Regions from separate parts of the Mus musculus genome. Here region 2 is linked to region 1. Evidence: chromatin contacts called from public HiChIP or PLAC-seq data. All regions are on one chromosome and are shown on one strand. The core of a region is the stretch at or near the end of the contact, and the rest is flanking DNA. Distances in the headings are between cores, read along the strand shown.

Region 1 (6,784 bases), core at 2,540-5,039:
ACTCATCTTCTTCAGGTAAAAAAAGAGACATAGTATCATTGCGTATAGTTCTTAACCCAGTTGTGGTTCTGTCCTTTTTTGATGTCTGTCTATCTAGGACATAACGTCATGAGGTCAGGCAGAGGGTGAAGCTAAGCAACATGCAACTCCTGGCCCATCCTGGCACACCAGAGCACAAATCATAGTTGTTGAAATAACCGAGTGTAAATTCAGCAAGCAGAGCAGATCAAGAAAGCACGTGTACTGGGAGAAGCGAGCGAGGCAGGGGAAGAGACGCATTTCCAGGGAATTGCTGGCATTCCTTTTCTGGCTAGTTCTCTCTAGCCACAAGCTGCTGTATATCTTTGGCCAACCAACCGCAGATCAAGAGTCCCCAAAGAAAATAATTATATCCACTAGAGAACGTATACAGACGTCTGTCATTACACCACACAGCATAACAGTGTTCATACACCACTTGCAGATTATTTTAAATATTTGTGGAAATGTTTTATATAAGAAGGAGGCATTCTGCATAGGGTGCTTGAGAACCTGTGGGTGTTGGTAGCTGAACCCAATTCCTGAGATATCAAAGGCTGACCGAACAGGAATTCCACTTCTCTTAATGATACACCTCACTCCTCTCCCACCCCCCACCTTTTGAGGGGTAGGGGTTGAGACAGGCCTTGGATGTCCTGGAACTTGCTCTGTAGACCAAACTCTGCCTGCTTCTGCCTACCAAGTGCTGGGATCAAAGGCGTGCGACATCCTCTCCCAGTCACACCCCTGCATCTGAGATCGATTAACATATCCTGTGTTCAGGGCCCAGCACTGAAGTATCAACACCAGTGTCTGTCTCTGGACAACTGAGAGTCCCACCCCACAGTCCATCGCTGACCTGGCTCAGTGCCACATGCGAATGATAAAGGCATGCGTTCTGACCTGGCATGATGGTTTTCTTGCATTCCTGGCACTTGGACGAGTATTCATTGGAATAGCAGTCGGTGCACAGCAGCTGTTCCTCCTTGGCAGCAAAGGGCTTGTCCACCAGCGAGCTTCCACACCGGGAGCAATGGAAGCAGCCTTCATGCCAGTGCCGATCCTTGTAGGACAAGTCCTAGAGAGGCAGACACACAAATCGTCAGAGGCGGGACAGGAGAGGTGACACTACTGTCTGACTCAGAGCACAGGGGCCTTGGTGCACTACATTGCTGGAGTGGGTGGGTAAGAGAGGGAGGGGGAGGGCGAGGAAGGACGGCAGATTTGCCTGTGGACAAGCCTGTGCTGTATTTTCTTGATTGGTGATTGATATGGGAGAGACCAACTTACTATGGGCTGGTGGTCCTGTGTGCTATTTAAAAAGCAGGCTAAGCAAGCCACGCGGAAGTGACAAGCCAGCAATCAGCTCTTCTCCTCTGCCTCTGTATCTGTTACTGCCTCCCTGTTCCTGCTCTGACCTCCTTTAGTGATGGAGTGTGGGCTGAGAGTTGTAAGCTGAAACAAGCCTCTCCTTTGGATGTCTCTTTTGGTCTTGCTGTTTTCTCACAGCATGAGAAACCCTAACTTAGACACTGAACTAGGAGGCCTTGTTTCTGAGAGGTTCACGTTCCTCTGAACCCAGTTCTCTCCATGTCAGTGGGTTGGTCCTTTGAAGAGATGGATCAGAGACATGGCTGACACACATGCTGGACTCCCGTAAGTCTAAGTATGATGAGAGTAGGCAGTGAGAGAGCAGAAACCTAAACCTGTCTTTTGAAGGTTAAATACTGAAAGTAATTTTAGAAGAAAAAAAAATTTGGTGGGGAGATCATATGTACTTCGTTGTATATTTTGATAAGTGAAATGCAATATAATCTGCTTTAATTTGAGACCACCTGTCGGTGTGTTAAGTCACTACAAACTGCTAAGCTCATGCAATGTGTACATTATCATTATATGATATGTCATATACATATATTGGTATCATTTGGGATTAGGTATAACCTGGACTCTTTCCATACATATTCCCCATTTTTAAACTTAAACCCCTTATGGGGCCCAAGTAGCAGACAAAATAAAACAAACAGAAAATAAACGGCAGATATTTGCACGGTGAATGATGGTAATTAGGACCATGTTGTAAGCTCACGATACTGCATAGCCCTGAAATATAGTTAGTACTGAAGCTCAGAGACACTTCTAAGCTTCTCCACAGTCACACAGCTGGCATGTACCCAAGTCAGGCTGTGGTATGGTTTCCACTCACTGAACCATACCAGATGGGCGTTGAAAAGGGCCAGCTTTTTCAGAAGTTAGCTGGCCTTCCGCTGTAATACGTCATCCCACTAATGAGGGTTTTCGGTGGAAAGGCTACAGATTGCTTTCCACGGCCACCCACCATTGGACAGAAGTGAAAGAGAGAAGTCAGAAGCCTTTCTTGTAAGGTGGCCTACTGTCACCTGGCAGCAACTCTGCTCAGGGAGTGGGCACTGCACACACCAAGGGGTCACTTTTAGCTAGCAAGGAGAAAAGCTGCACAATTTTGTTACTTTTCGCTGTGACAGAACACCACAATCAAGATAACATAAAGTATTTAATTGGGCTTAAAGTTTTGGGGGATTAGAAGCCATGATGGTAGAGCAAATGCATGGCGATGAGAAGAGCTCAGCTCTCACATCTCAGAACTGTAGGCTGGAGGCAGAGAGTGTGCCACCAGATGTCACCAGTCCCACACAGACTATCGAGAAGGACAGAGTCCTTTGCATTGGTGTTATGAGACATTTGCAGAGAAACCAGCTGAATGCTCTAATTGGTCTAAGGTTTTACGGAAACTCAGAACATTTCTACAACAAAAACACAGCTGTGGTTAAAGACTGCCTAGCTGACAGTCATTTGACACTTGAAAGTTTGACCTTAAATATGAACACTGTCATGTCCTCTAGATGGACATGGCCCATCCCACTCAGAGAGCCAAGTCAGGCATGCAGAGATCACAGAAAGTCTATGAAGAGTCAGACAGAGCCATCCCTGCTGTCCTCTCGTGAACGTGGCTCTCAGTGCACGTTTCCTGAGGCCTTCCGAACTCACCTGTCTCTCTTGTGCATGCACACACTCAACATAGATAACATAGTACATATTGATCATTCTTAAACCTTTCTGACAGAAATTGAGAACACTAGGCTGATTCTATGACAGGCTTCAAACTAGCAGTAAAGGAGACTAGTCATACATATTTGTTTCCAAGAAATGGGCAAGTCCAGGCAAGTCCAGGCCTCAGAAGCTGCCCCAACACCTAGTCTAAGGCAAGGACGATGGGTTAACAACAGTTTCCAGACTTCCTCAGCAATGTCCTCAGCAAGAGTTTCCAGCCCCCATGCCCTGGTAATGCAATGTCCCTAGAGATGGAGTAAGATAAGGGTCACCTTCCCCAGAATGCCCTAATCGGGTCTTTGAACACACTTGTTTGTTTCCCTATCTTGGTAATGAGAGACCCCAGCATGCTGGACTTCTGCAGAATAAAGCATTCTTTGCATTTACATACTATTTGAGTCTGGGGTATCATACTTCAGCAAATCATGGACCCTCACAAAATGTTTTCTCTGTAGGTAAATGTCAGCCTCTGATTATATGCCTGAAGTCAGTGGTAGACCAAAAAGGAAAATACCACTAAACAGCGTTGTACCACCATTGCTGGCAGGTCCTGGAGGTGGGGTGTAAAGGGTGGGGTGGGGGGAATCCCTGTTTCAGGGGATTCCCCTGTTCCAGCTAGAGTTGGTGATGGACTTTCTGGCTCAACATCGGAGTATGTGTGATGTGCAGGCAGTAGGAAGGTCTCCTGTGTGTCATATGCCTTACATGACTAATGCTATTGGGGGCTGGGTACCCCTGAGGTCACAGAAGCAGGAGACTCAACAATTAAGCTCAGGGGCCCAAGAGCCAGACCAATTATACCCTTGATCCTCCACCTACCAGCTGCATAGCTAGGGCAAGAAGCAAGCCCCTCAACCCCAGGCTTCTCACTGAGAATACAGAGGGCAGGTGCCCGCTCTCGGCTGTGACAGAAACAGTAAACACACAAAGCGCTTGTGGCAGCTTCTGCTACGTAGAAACCGTCTAGTGAGTGCCAGCTCACAGTCAACCACGAAAGCAGTGACCTCAAAGTGTCACTCACCGGCACTAAATTTCCACACGGAGATGGTAATAAAAAATCAGAATTTTTTTTTTCTTTCTTTCTTGTGTCTCCTTGGGTTTTTTGTTTTGTTTTGTTTTGTTTTTGTTGTTTTGTTTGTTTTTTAGCTTACCAGAGAGACCAAGCCTCAAACTCAGCATCCTCTTTCTTGGCCTCCCGTGAGCAAGGGTTCCAAGTATGAGCTACCACACCCTATTTAAAAATTTTAACATCTTAAAATCTCCACAGTAAGAATTCCAGTGCTCGATAATTTTGTATAGTGCTTTCAAACTTCCTTTAGTTCTTATAATCTAAAAATATGTTTCTAAATTCAACTTGCCTATTTTGAGCCATACAATTACCCTATGAGATAAGACTTTGTGTTTATTCTTGAGCAGATTTGACACTAGGATGCAAAAAGTTATGTTTCCCCAGGCATTCCCCACCCTCCAACCCCCAAATTTCCACCTTTACTGATTCAACAAACCAAACTGTGCTTCCGTTTTATTTTATTTCATAAAGGTGGTACATCAGTGTCAGCCTTTTCCAAGTCAGTCCCTGCATGCTCGCCCAGCCTGGGCTTGCCCCAGCACTTTTACCCGTCCATTTGCTCAGCTGCACACAGAGCACACATCTTACCTGTCCTTCGAGAGTCCGCCCAGTGCCCTGGCCAACACAGAACCTCTGCATTTCTTTGAAAGCCACACCTCACCCATGAGGCCATTGGGCAATTCCTGGAGCTCTGAGGCTGTGCTCTTTGACTCTGAGATCACTTGATACCATCTCAGCTTCCACCTAGTCCCGGAGCTTGCTGTATTAATCAGGAAGTGGGCAAAGGGCTTGTGTGAGAAGATGGTGACTGAGACTGAAGAGCACAGAGAGGCTTCCAGGCCCATTTGGTTTCAGTGTCTTTAGTCTTACTTAGTCCCAGGATTTCCCAGGGCTCAGAGACAATCCAAAAAATACCACTCAAAAATTAAGATAATAGGTCAAACCTGGCCAATGTTTGACTCTACCTGCCAAATATTTATCATGAAGATCCAGTGCCAAGTGATCTTTCCATTCTTCAGATTCACAGCCACAAACAGAACTTCAGCTTTCATGATTAGCACCGTGCCAAGTAGTGTTGACTAGTTCATTTTTTTCTACATATTTTTGTACACACGGCCCTGACAAGCATAGGTTCTGAATCCTTGGATCCAAACAACCACAGACAAAAAAGATTCAAAACTAAAATTTCATCTGTATTGAACATTCATACTTTGGGGGGGCTAATATCCCCTAAAGAATACAACCCAATTCTTCATATAGTATTTGTACTGCGGTGAGTATCACAGGTAATCTAGAGACAGTTTACAGAATACTGGAGGCTGTGTGTGGTTCCGTGCAAATGCTGGACTAGTCTGTATAAGAGACTCGATCCCTTTCAAAGAGATCCTGCACCCACAGTCTCTTCCAGATACTGAGGAGGACCATAATACATCATGAGCATTGATAATATTTAGATGCTAAGGGGCAGGTTAGCTTGAACTGGCTTAGCATGCATAAAGCCCTATGCACATCCCAGCACTGAAGAAAAAGACAGAGATAGATAGAAGCAGAGGGAGAAGAAGAGGGAGGGGGAGGAGACAGAGACTCAGAGAGAAGTTTTCTAGAGAGATTGGAAAAAAGAAGGGAAAAGACAGTTTCTATTTCCCAGAAAAACAAAAACAAAACCACTAAGGCTAACCTTGAGCTCACAGGAGGGTCACAGACTGCTGTAAAATGTGATCCACATGGGAGAACAGCACAAACATTTCTCTTCATGCGATAGCTTTCACTTTAAGAACACCCCTCATCTAGGACACGCTTGTTGCTTCCCTCCAAATGTACCCTTGTTAGGACTTCAGCTGAGCCCTGGGAGAGCCTGTGACCCAAAAGGCTGTAGCACTAGGGTCCCTACTGCAGCCGGCTACCTTTCAATGGCTCCTCTGCGTGGCCTTCCACGAATGCTAGGAGATGTTTGGCTGTCATTTCCCCAAACTAACTGCTTCTCAAACAGACTGATATCAGAGTGTGAGGGGATTTGCGCATCAGTCCTGCCCAGCTTGCCAAGAAGGTGCTCTCGGCTTTGGGACTACAGGGTGATCCTTTTTCCATTCTGTTCTTTCAGATCCTTGCAAATGGAGTCCGGAGGAATGGATAGCAGGAGAAAGAATGGCTGTCACACACTGTCCCCGAGAAGAACAATCTCCTCGCACTGTCTATTTCCCTGACAGTTCTGGGAGATAAGCAACCTCATTTGATAGACATGGAAATGGAGAGTCATAGGTGACAGAGCCAGTGCCTGTCACACAACTTGTTGAAGATGGAACAAGGTATAAGACTTGGCAAATCTGCTTCAGGGTCCTGCCTTGAGCATACCGCTGCAGGTTGCTGTCTGGGGCTTTTTGAGCAGAGAGTTAGTTTTTTGTTTTTAGTACTCAGTCAGCCAGCTTTACTCCTCACTTTGAAGGCCCTGAATTATTGTTTCCTTTAAATATAGTGTTTTTTTTTAAAGATTTTCCAAATAAATCCAATATTCACCCTTTACTACATTTTTAATTTCCATACTTTTAGATACCTATAGCCAACCACAATGTGAGATTATTAATGGAAAATTCCAGAAATAAACAATTC
Region 2 (6,784 bases), core at 2,202-4,701, 97 kb after region 1:
GTGAAGTGTGACATAGGGACAGCTCCTGTCAACTCTTAGGAACCTTCTTCAACCCTGTCACTATCTCCTTCTGGGGTTTGTGAACTTGCAGTGAGGTAGTTTTTCTGCTTTTCAAATTGTGAAGGCCATTGGTGATCCTCTCTCCTGCAACTCTGTCCTTGAAATGATGCCTTTCAAAACAGATGTCTGGGCGCTGATGTCCTTAAAGCTCCCTGACAGAGGCAGCCAAGAGGAGTCATAAAAATAGGCAGATGCTTGAGGTCTGCAAGAACTGAACGCAGGCTTGCTACCTCCTCTAGGGTGTCCACACCTCTCTTTCTGATGTCCCTCTCACTTTCTTCTATCTGCCTTCCTCACTATCCTCAGAGCAGGACCACAGAACATTGTTGAGCCAGGGGACAATGAAAGCTGGCCACCCAGGTTCCCAGACTGTCACCTTTAGAGACCACAGCACATTCAGTTAGACATCTGTTCTTTAGAAAAGCTAGGGGGGGGGAGGGGGCATGGCAGTGGCGTGTGCATAGGGGGAAGCTAGACAAACTGAACCCTGGGATAAAGATGATAGATGGCATCCAGAGCTCCTTGGCTATTTGGACGCTAACCTGAAGCATGTTTTTTGCCACTGCTGGTGATTTTCTGGGTTCTTAATACAACCCACTCTCCTAACTTTATGGTAAAGGAAACTTCCATCTTGCTCAGGGGGGGGGGGGCATTGTTTCCGGCTGTGAAGGTTGTATAATGCTAGTTGATACCATCTTTATAAACAGAAATGACAGGTGTCTTCTGGGTTTGTGTTGCACTTCTTGCTTTAGTCTCTATAATTCTGTCCCACGGATCCAGATAGGGTAGATTGGGAGGTAGGAGCAATAAAGACTTTAAGACTCAAGGACTCAAGGAGTCTTAATCAGCTTTCTGTTGCTTTTGCCTTGCTTCAGATTTTGTGTGTCATTCATGCAGTGCTTTGATGGTCCCTTTAAATATTTCTATTTATAAATATTTTCAATATTTATGTATTCAATATGTTATAAATATAAATAAATATAAATGCTTTTATAAATCTGTAAAGTCTTTTTGATCTCAGAAGTAACTGGTATTGTTCCAGAAGTTTGAAACTCACTGCAGACATGAGCAAAGAGAGCTCTTATGGTGAGTTTGTCCCTCTCTCTCTCCCTGTGAACCTGAGAAGGGACTGAGGGAGCTGTTGCTCTCAGGAAGGCCTTAGCTTATTCCAGCATTTTGGAGTTTGTATCTTTTGAATAGATTTCTTTTTTAAAAAAATTACTTTATTGACAGAAATTAACATTTTAAAACATGGTTGGAGATTTTTCCAGAACAGGTGAGATTGTTTACATTCATAGAGTAAAAATTAGCCGCAATTGAGAGCTTCTGAGGTTGGGAGGGCTCTACAAGTGATCTGCAAGCTTTCATGCAATAAAATCCAGTTGCTCTCAGTGGCTCCAGGCACCAGCCACTCAGCACCTCAGCAGAAGGTCCAGGTCACTTCTATATCTTTATGTTCTTTGAGCCAAAGCTATATTAAGCCCCAATCCACCTACCCCTGACTTGAAGTGCCTGCCACATGTCAGGCATGGTTTCTGACAGCTAGGGATATGAAGGTAGCACACACCCATGGCCTCCCTGTAGGTCACAGTTGGTAGTAGCTCCACTAAGGGACATTCACAATGATCTAGACAGATGTGCCATTGGGAGCTCATAAGCAGAGCCCCACCCGATCAGAGGACTTCAGACATGAATCTGGCTTTAGACACACTCATTACAAACTATTCTTTGTCTTCATAACAGGTCTATAGCTACAATAAAGTTTATGGTGTCATATCTTTACCTTCTTGTCTCCAGGTTCACTCTTCTCATTTTCTCTAAACACTCTCACAAGCATAAGATTTTTTTTTTAGTACGTGTTTGTGTTTCTTCTTCTAAAGCTCCTTTGAGATGTCACCCCTAAGCTAAGTGCAGTGTTCTTGACATACCCCAACTGGAGCATCATTCACTTTCTATTTCCCACGCATACTTTATGGCAGTGTTATGAAAACCAGTATCTCCCATGACCTTGATGCTCTGAAAATGAGACCACTACTTGTGGTCTTATTTCCTGGTCATCCTTTGATGATCAAAACCCAGGGCCTTTTGCCCAAATCTCTTCTGAATTAACACCTGCCTCCTCAGGGATGAACTGATAACTTCCCCCTCTGCTTGAGGTGAGGTTCTTCTGCTGATACAAGCATTTACTAGGAGGGAGCTAATAATACCTCGGGGTATGGATCTGATAAGTAGGGTAGAGAGGATTTGTAGTGTATGGGAGAAGGTGTGGAGGCTATATGGAAGCACCCCACTATTTTATAGCAAAGACTGGAATATCTGTGGATTTTAGCACTCACAGGAGATCCTAGAGTCAATTCCTCTCGAACATTGTTGCTTGATTGGGTGGAGGTAGAATTCTAAGAAGGAGATTTCCCCCTGAGATTTACTTCCTCGATGTTTCTAATGGAGGTTTTCTGTTGGTGAACTCCTGTTCCCCCGCTCTGCCCCCATCCAATGTCATCTGTTGATTTTGCTGTTTTACTTTCTGTAGAAAGTTAGGACTTCTCACAGTCCGGGATGTTTTGTAACTTTATCATCATGACTCTTGTCTGTTTGTTGGTGTTTCTGTTGTTTCCAAACATACTTCTCCAAACATATTGCTCATCTTTCCTGGGAATTTTCTTATATTATGTTACCGATTATTTTCTCACTTCCATCATCTGTTTGCTCTTCATGGAACTTCTATCTCAAATGGATCCACTAATTTTCCCACTAAGCCCCCCACCCCACACCAACATTTTCTCTGCTTAAAAAAATATATTTATTTTGAAGTGTCTTGAAGCAAAACTTAACTCTTGATCAAGACTATGTTACAAAGAGGAAGTACTCTAGACAGGAAGTTCGCTTGGTTTTTACTCTAATGTAGGTGATGGCCGTGATGTCTCCCTACTGGCTGGAGTCTGACCTCACAGATTGGCTAGTCTGATAGGAATCAGCACACAGGAAATGAAGAAAAGAGGACAGCACACAGGTCATCAAGTTCCTCCAACTCAAGAGCCTTTCTGTAAACAAAGGTTTTACTGGGTGGAGAGATCAAGACATTTGCATAAAGGTTTCACAAGGTTAGGAGACAGAAAAACTTTAAAGTTCATTGAACAGAAAAGGCTCATATTTAGTGTTTCTTACAAATCCCTCCTCTGATTTTTAAACATTCTTTTTCTTCAAACTCATTAAGATGTTGGTTCTCTTTGTCATGTCTTATGTAAGAAATTGCTGTGTGTGTGGGCAGCTGTGGTAGGGGGTGAGGGTGGGGGCACTTAATAATAGCTGACTTGATAAGCCTGAGCTAATTATCAAGAACAAGGAGTTCATTATTCCAACTATTTCTTCCGCATGGCTTATTGTGACCCTGCTGTCCTAGGGGTCCTTGACTAAGATAGTGACCTGGCCCCATTGGAACATTAGGTCTCCACCCAGGCCTATCCTGATTATGAGTTTTTTCTTAATAAGCATTGCTATGTCTAACTACTGGTCTCCTTTAGAGGTAACCCTACAGTCTTACAGAAACAAGATCAGAAATCAGAGCTCCCCCCAAACACTTTCGGCATATATGGCCTCTGGCAAGGATGAAGCTGCCAAAAATCCCAAGGACATTTTTAGCTTTCAGTCAAGAAAAGAAACTGGTGACTTTGCTTTGGGATCTTTTAAATTCTAAACTGTCTAGCCAATTTCTATCTCCTGTTCTTAACCCTGCTCCATCTAAAGATATAACCCTAAGTGCCAATGATGAAACCAAGATCTGTTTTCAGGCCTGTTGAAAGCTGTTGGACTGGCTAGAAACAGTGAGAGGTTCCATTCAGATGGTTTGCAGAGAGGGACAGAGAGGAGACATTTAACCATTGAATGAAGAAAAGAAAAAGGAAGGCATGGCTGCTCCTGGGTATGGTAGAGGAGGTTCATTGTGGATGCAAGGGAGAATACAGAAAGGGGAAGAGACAGAAACATTTGGGAGAGACCAGAGTGAACATTGATATAAGAGACAATTTCCTGAACAGAACACCAATTGTTCAGGCCCTAAGATCAACAATTGATAAATGGGACCTCAGGAAACAAAAAAAGATTCTGTAAGGCAAAAGACACTGTCAACAGGACAAAATGGTAACCTACAGGTTGGGAAAAGATCTTCAGTAACTTACATCAGACAGAGGGCTAATATTCAAAATATATAAAGAACTCAAGAAGTTTGCAAAACACATGAAACTCAAGAAGAATGAAGACCAAAGTGTGGACACTTTGCCCCTTCTTACAATTGGGAACAAAACACCCATGGAAGGAGTTACAGAGACAAAGTTTGAAGCTGAGACAAAAGGATGGACCATCTAGAAACTGCCATATCCGGGGATCCATCCCATAATCAGCTTCTAAATGCTGACACCATTGTATACACTAGCAAGATTTTGCTGAAAGGACCCAGATAGAGCTGTTTCTCGTGAGACTATGCCAGGGCTTAGCAAACACATAAGTGGATGCTCACAGTCAGCTATTGGATGGATCACAGGGCCCCCAATGGAGGAGCTAGAGAAAGTAACCAAGGAGCTAAAGGGATCTGCAACCCTATGGGTGGAACAACAATATGAACTAACCAGTACCTCCCGGAGCTCGTGTCTCTAGCTGCATATGTATTAGAAGATGGCCTAGTCGGCCATCAGTGGAAAGAGAGGCCCATTGGTCGTGCAAACTTTATATGCCTCAGTACAGGGGAACGCCAGGACCAAGAAGTGGGAGTGGGAGGGTGGGGGAGTGGGTGGGGGAGCGTTTGGGGGACTTTTGGGATAGCATTGGAAATGTAAATGAAATAAATACCTAATAATTTAAAAAAAAAAGAAGTTAAACTCCAACAAACCAAATAACCCAGTTTTTAAAAGCAGGGCACAGAACTAAACAGAGAATTCTCAACAGAGGAATCGCAGATAGTCGAGAAGCACTTAAAGAAATATTCAACATCCTTAGTCATCGGGAATGCAAATCAAAACGACCCTGAGATTCTACCTTTCACCAATCAGAATAGTTAAAATCAAAAACCCAAGGGACAGCACATGGTAGCAAGGATGTGGAGAAAGAGGAACACTCCTCCATTGCTGGTGGGACTGCAAACTGGTACAATCACTCTAGAAATCAATCTGACAGTTTCTTAGAAAGTTGAAAATAGTTCTACCTGAAGACACAGCTATAGTGTTGTTGGGCAGATACCCAAAAGAGCTCCATCATACCACAAGGGCACATGCTCCACTATGTTTATAGAAGCTTTATTCATAATAAGCAGAAACTAGAAACAACCCAGATATCCCTCAGCCAAAGAATGGATACAGAAAATGTGGCCCATTTACACAATGGAATGCTATTCAACTATTAAAAACAACGACATCATGAATTTTGCAGGCAAATGGATGGAACTAGAAAATACCATCCTGAGTGAGGTAACCCAGACTCAAAAGAATATGCATGATATGTATTCACTGATAAGTGGATTGTAGCCATATAGTACAGAATGCCCATGATATACCCCACAAACCCAAAGAAGTTAAACAAGAAGGATGGTCCAAGCAGGGATGTTTGAATCACACTTAGAAGGGGAAACAAAATAATCATAGGAGGCAGAGGGAGGGAGGGAACTTGGGGGAGGGCGATAGGGAGGCAGGTTCAGGTATGGGGGCAGACAGGAGAGAGACCCAAAGAGCCAGGAGAGTGAATAGAACTCTGCAGCTGTTTGGGGGGGGGGGTTGGGTGGGAGGAGAATCTCTAAGAAGTTCCAGAGACCTGGGCTAGGGGAGGCTCCCAGTAGTCAACATAGGTGACCTAAGTTGAGATGCCTAAGAGCGGGGACATGGAACCTGAAGAGGCCACTTTCTGCAGCCAGGTAGAACCCCTAGTCTCAGAGGGATAAGGACATCAACCCACTCACAAACCTTTAGACCCAATATTTGTCCTTTCTAAAAGAAATGCAGGGATGGAGCAGAGACTGAAGGAAAGGCCAACAAAGAACCAGCCCAACTGCAAAGCCAACTGGTTTGCCAGCACCAATCCCTGACACTTAATGATACTCTGTTATGCTTGTGTGCAGCTGACTGAAACAGATGCAGATGCTCACAGCCATACATTAGACAGAAGTCAGGGACACTTATGGAAGAGTTAGGGGAAGGATTGAAAGCCCTAAAGTAGATGGGAACCCCAAAGGAAGACCAACAGAGTCAACAAACCTAGAGTCCTGAGGGCTTTCAGAATCTAAGCCACCAATCAAAGAACATACATGGGTTGCAAAGGCCTCTAGCACATATGTAGCAGACAGGCAGCTCAGTTTTCATGGCTGTCCTGGCTGATCTCAGTGGTAGAGGTTGCAGGTAATCTGGAAGAGACTTGACGTGCCAGGTGGGGGGGATACCTAGGAGACCCCCACCCTCTCAGCAGAGAAGGGGCGAGGGAGGGACCCCTGTGAAGGAGGGACATGGGGAGTAGTGTTTGGGATGTAAATTAATTAATTAGTTAATTAATTAAAAAAGAAAGCAAAAACAAAAGTATGGGTTCCCAGCATGCAGTGGGACAGAAACAAAAATAGACAAGTTTGGAGCAGAGAAGTCCTGAGTATTTCAGCTGGAAAATAACAGACTTGGAAATGCATGCTCTGCAGAAAGAGAAGACACTGAGGTCCAGGACAGCGTGCATCTCCAGCCTCCAGCCCACACAGGCT

What was found. HiChIP or PLAC-seq counts read pairs in DNA pulled down with a chosen protein or histone mark.
Region 2: a CTCF HiChIP or PLAC-seq map of CD8 T cells shows a contact between it and region 1, with 8 read pairs. The contact joins two enhancer-like sites. A contact is called at or near these places in 3 of 15 datasets of contacts at CTCF or cohesin (CD8 T cells, the NIH/3T3 cell line and large pre-B cells), 41 of 484 Hi-C or Micro-C datasets (2-cell embryo, 8-cell embryo, the AML12 cell line and 28 more), 16 of 115 datasets of contacts at active chromatin or transcription factors (CD8 T cells, the HPC-7 cell line, the NIH/3T3 cell line and 13 more) and 3 of 9 other capture datasets (embryonic stem cells, embryonic tail and embryonic trunk).

The regions. Positions count from the first base shown.
Region 1 is chr1:43,140,777-43,147,560 of GRCm38.p6, forward strand. Fhl2 (four and a half LIM domains 2) reads right to left here. Exons shown (of 6, transcript NM_010212.4): 3 at 922-1,096. Among named protein-coding and RNA genes, the nearest start is that of Fhl2, 20 kb to the right of the region's middle. Within about 2 kb of position 3,790, at least 57 of the 459 cell types and tissues checked have an H3K27ac peak or open chromatin away from gene starts, as enhancers often do. A contact at or near this core is called in CD8 T cells and regulatory T cells, where this site is marked.
Region 2 is chr1:43,238,425-43,245,208 of GRCm38.p6, forward strand. No RefSeq gene overlaps it. Among named protein-coding and RNA genes, the nearest start is that of Gm29040, 19 kb to the right of the region's middle. Within about 2 kb of position 3,452, at least 57 of the 459 cell types and tissues checked have an H3K27ac peak or open chromatin away from gene starts, as enhancers often do. A contact at or near this core is called in CD8 T cells and regulatory T cells, where this site is marked.